Regions from separate parts of the Gossypium hirsutum genome. Here region 2 is linked to region 1. The links are chromatin contacts, called in public Hi-C maps. All regions are on one chromosome and are shown on one strand. Each heading gives the region's core, a stretch centred on a gene start, on an enhancer-like site or on the middle of the called end of the contact. The rest is flanking DNA. Distances are from core to core; before and after follow the strand shown. Region 1 holds the start of LOC107934648. Region 2 holds the start of LOC107954842.

Region 1 (2,708 bases), core at 150-2,649:
AGAATCTGAATAATTATGCATAAATTTAAAACAATCGATGTGAGAGAGTAGTTCTAAGAATCAATTGATATACAACAATTTAAAACGAATGATATGTAAGATATTTGGATGTATATATATATAAGTGTGAAAATAACGTTAAAACACTTATGAATGAATAAGTAGAATTTAAAACAAAATCTGTAAAATAATTTGATCTTAAAATAAATCACAAAATAAGAACCACATAAAATCGTATATAGCATAGTAATATATAGATTAATTTTTTTTTAAAATGAACATTACGCAAACAAAGAAATAAGTAATATACAAAATAATATATATATCAATATGTTAATCTAGATAGATAGTACACATAAAATACAAATAATTTACTCTATAAGAAAAATATTTGGTAGTGTTTGAAATAAACAAATTTATATATAAATAATACTAGATGAATGTTTAAAGGATAAAAAACATGCATTGAAATAGGACCTCAAAAGGAGTACATTATATACATGAATAGATTTAACAAAAAAACATATATACATATGTGTAACCGTATAAAATAAATAACATATTTAAAATAATGTAGGGAAGCCTTAGGTCAATAATGAAACAATTTAAAAGTAAAGGGCACAACAAATTTTAAATTAATATGGAAAAATGGCTAGAACGTAAATATGTACATGTAGTGAAAGATAATTTAAATAATATGTAAAATATGAAAGGTCCTAAAAATATATATATATAACAGGATATATTCTTGAGATGTGAATTATATATATATATATAAATAGGTTTAAAAGGAACTATGTGTGTAAAAGTAACCATGGAATTAATAATATATTGAATAAAAACTAATTTGGCCATGGACTATGTATGCATAATATTATATATGAATATTTAAATGAAGTAATACACAAAATTTTTAAAACAATATGATAAAAAACTTTAAAATAAAGACTTTATATAAAAAAGGGGGTAATATTATCATGATAATTCAAAAAAGGTATGTATATACATATATATAAAAAAAATATTAAGTCGATTTAAAAAATAATAAACTATACAAATCAAATGGGCTCAATTAAAATAAAATTAAATTACAAGGATATTTAATAAATAAAATGCACTGCTGAAATTAAAGGGAGGACTAAAGCGCAATGCGCGCAGACGCACGGGGACCAATACTGGCAATATACCAGATCCCAAAACACTGCGTTTAGGCGTGGGTTACATTGAAATGCTACGCGAATTCTAGGAAAAATTTAAAAATAAAGAAAATGTGAACGGGGCCTAATTGAACACTAACGCGAAAGGGGAAGGACCAACGCGAAAAAATCCCCATTTTTGCAGAAACGCGCGGATCCTAGGAGAATCCGGGTCGGGTCATCGGGTCACACACCAAACGGTGTCATTTTGAGGCATTATGGAATTGAACGAAACGACGTCGTTTCCTCGTTACCATAAATGCCTAAAATTTTTTTACCCTCATTTGAACCCTAGATCTAAAAAAAATGAGAGCTCTCCCACTCTTCTCTGCCTAGCCGACTCCAAGGATTCATCAGTGCCAAACGCACCTCCTCCCCGTCACGGTTCAAGGCTCGAGAATAAAGGAAGCAAGATGCGCCCCTCGGTCCGAATCCACGCAGGAGAAAGGGTCTCCGATGGCCGAAACCGAAGGTAGGTTCCTTCCCTGATCTCAAAAGGTAACCTTTTTTCGCTTTCTTTTTGAATATCTATATATATGTGTGTTATATTCGAAACTGGACTTGCAAAGGAAATGAGAAAACAGAACAGAAAGAAACACTTTGATTCTTTTTTGTATTCGATTGCTCTTCCTTTTTTTTTGTATAATATGCGTGTATTGTGCCAGTCCCCCCTTTACAATGATCCCCTAGGGCTTCTATATAGCCAAAATAATAATAATAAAAAAGAAAAAGAAAAATACAATTGTTTTTGTTCTTTTCTGTTGTTGTTGCTGTCCATTTTTGCAGGTACGGAGAAGGCCAGCTGGCGTGCGGTGCGGCGTGCGGTGCTGCGTACGGAGGTACGGAGAGGCCTTGGGGCTGTACGGCGGCTGAAGGCTGCAGCGCAAAGGTGGAAACCCTAGGGTTTCCTGTTGGTGTTTTGATTTTGGGCCTTGTATTTCTAGGCTAATACTTAGGTTATAATTAGGTTAATTTGGGCCCTTTTTTTGATGTGTAAATGGACTTGGACTGTTTTATTATTTGGATTTTTTTTAGCTTTATTATTTATTTTAATTTTTGTTTTTCTTCGGGCCCGGGCAAATTTGGGTCCTTACATGTATGATGTTTAAACATGAAGTGGAACAAGAGAAGTAGTCAAAGTTCCAACAATCTCCCCTTTGATATTTTGACAAAACTAACAACAAATAATTAGCTTTTAATCCAGACAAGTCAAGTATGAACTATGAAAGGAACAAGAATATGTTTTTACCTAAGAGGTAGAACCATGATCGAACATACACTCCTCATATCAACAACCAAGTTTATTTGTTCATCAGGTAATCAACCAAGAAAGTGCCAAAGTCATCAAAGATAAATTCAAGATGTAGAGCATGACATATAAGCTAAACAAAACAAATATCATAACCAACATAAATTAGGATGATCAAATTAGAAAATACTCTTACCAAGAGATTTTCATTTTTTGAAACAAATCTTTCATCCAAAGTCTCTACATTGTATTTGATTTTCAAT
Region 2 (2,708 bases), core at 106-2,605, 140 kb after region 1:
AGCTAATTCCTTAAACTTATTTTTTTTTTAAAAAAAATCACTAAATGTAGAAATAACTATTAATAAACTTTCTAGGAAAACAGAGCATCTGTATAAATATTTATCAAAGACATTGCTAGAAAGCAAAGCTTATGTTTATTTTAGTCAATTTAACAATGGTCTCTTCATCGAACGCGTCGCATATCCCTTAATAACTTTACTTTGATCTTTTTTAACTTTGTAACAACCTCTTTCATATGAAGCCTATCATTTGGAAACTCTGCAGAACATTCTAAGCCAACTTGCAAAATGGATAAGGCACAATTCTTGACTTTTAAATGTTCCCTTCCAATGGTGCTCAACAACTTGGGATCTACAACTTGATTTCGTGCCAGATGATATCGACTCTATTGTAGCACCCCAAATTTGCCAGGGCCCATGCAATGAAATAAACGAAATTTGTAAATTAAATAAATAAATGTCCATGTTGTAATGTCCAGTTTAGAAATGGGCCTAAAAGCCTGATGACTCAAGACCCATGTAGCCTAAGAACCCTATGCCCGGTTACACCCAACCCACAAATGGGCACGGCCCAAGGAGTCCCAAATTACAAACAGATGATGGAAGACCTAGGGTTTTTGAAACCCTAGGCACTGCAAACGCTAGAGGAAGGTTCCAGAATTTGCACCGCAGGCACGCCAATCTTCACACCCTTTTTGCGCCGTTCCAGTGACCGTCATCGTCACCTCCATCAGTGCCGTGATTCCAGGCTCTGTATTGCGTCGTGATTGGCGCACGGATCAACGCCAGCCCACTCCTCGCCGTGAGATCCTCGATGGTACCTGCAAAAAAGGAAAGAGGAACAGCAAAGACGAATGCAAATATGGCAAAAATCGAGTAGAGAATATACAAACCTGTAAATAGAGGCTATAAAAGCTGAATGATTTCACTGTAAAAGAGAGGCCTTTTTTTTTATACATACGAAAAATATATACAAAAGAGAACAGATATATGGATATTCATAGAAATTCAAGCAGTTTCTTTAAAAGGTGACTTTAGTTTCATATTCTGTTATCTATGGTTCAACATGTATGCGAGTTATTTTGGTGAAAAATTGGTATTTTAAAATGGGAAAAGGGGTTACCTGTGATTCGCCAAGGAAAGTGAAGGTTTTGAACCTTCCAAACCGTCGTGTACGGTGGCGCGTGTAGCGCGTGTAGCGCGTGTAGCGCGTGTAGCGCGTGGACGCATGAACCCGGTGACCGGAGTCTGGTCTGACAGAGGTCGGAGAAACCTGGAAAGGCTCTCCTATTCTCCTTTTCAGAGAACTTTCTTTTTTTTTTTAAAAACATGGAACCAAATGAATTTTCAAACTTTTTTTGTATTTATTGATAGCCCATACGACGTCATTTTAGAATGGTTGTTTAATAACCAAAACGACGTCGTTCCAAAGTGAGGATCCGCGCATTTTTTGTTTAAAGGGATAATTTCCCAATTGATCCTTCCGTATTTTTATGTTTTCTAAAATTCATTTTATTTTTATTTCAATCTGGTTCTAAACTTTTACATTTATTGTAATTTGGTCCTAATAGCCATTGTAAGACCTGTGCCGAGAACGATGTCGTTTTGGGGATTAGGGATAATTTCCCAGTGAGTCCCTCATTTCTAATGCGCATTTCAATTAAACCCCAAATTTTTATTTATTTGTAATTAGCCCTAGTTTTTTTTAAAAAATTTCGATCTTAGTCCTTTTTTATATATATTTAATTTATTTTCAAATACTATATGTATTATTATTTTTAAATATTAGTTATATAAAATAATGTATATTATTTTCATATTATATTATTATATACGTTTCTTATAAATTTTTATATGTATTTTTTAAACATTAGTTATATATATAAATAATGTATATTATTTTTATATTATATACGTTTTTTATATTATATATGCATTTTACTTTATATATTATTTATCTTACTATATTTATATATGGAAATTATTATATTATATCATTTTTAATTACTTATTATTTTATTTTATATCATTTTATTAACTGTTTATTATGTATAATTAAAATTTTAAATTATTACTAAAAATTACATTTATATATCATTATTTAGAGGTCAGTATATAATATTTTTTAAAAAAAGTATAAAATTTTGTTCCTATTCAATATGATGATTTGACCTTGAATTATTATATTATGTAATGTATTACATATAGTAATTATTTTTAAAAACTCTCCTTTATCATTTATACATTGCTCTAATATATTTTTTACTTCTTTTTTATTATTTTATTCGTTTTTTTTTTGTTTTTATGTTCATGATTTGTTTATTCACTTTATATTTTTTGTATTTATTGTTTTAACATGCTAATGCTATCTCACTAGCTATTTGTTGTTTACATGATTTGTTGTTTATCACGTTTGCATGAAAATTAATTGTTTATGTTGATTTAAGCTACAATTGCATGAAATATTGTTGTATATATATATTGCAATTTATATTGTTGTATTCATTATGCTCTACGTTGTATTTTGCATGTAACGATAATGCATGTATATTTATGTTATCTATGATCATATATGCATAAAATGATAATGTATATTGTGTCATTTATGCCATTATTCATCATTTTTTATTATATATGCATGAAATGTTAAAGTATATTGTGTGATTTATGTTGTATTTACCATTTTCTACATTATATTTGCATGAAAT

What was found. A called contact is a pair of places that touch in the nucleus more often than the background predicts.
Region 2: a Hi-C map of leaf shows a contact between it and region 1, with 1.9 times the contacts expected there. The contact joins the promoter of LOC107954842 here to the promoter of LOC107934648 in region 1. A contact is called at or near these places in 3 of 34 Hi-C or Micro-C datasets (callus and leaf).

The regions. Positions count from the first base shown.
Region 1 is chrA01:5,332,951-5,335,658 of Gossypium_hirsutum_v2.1, forward strand. LOC107934648 reads left to right here and starts at 1,400. Exons shown (of 2, transcript XM_016867127.1): 1 at 1,400-1,668; 2 at 1,983-2,345. The coding sequence starts at 1,415. The coding sequence ends at 2,145.
Region 2 is chrA01:5,476,509-5,479,216 of Gossypium_hirsutum_v2.1, forward strand. It overlaps LOC107954842, which reads right to left and starts at 1,356. Exons shown (of 2, transcript XM_016890531.2): 1 at 1,124-1,356; 2 at 424-821. The coding sequence starts at 1,331. The coding sequence ends at 685.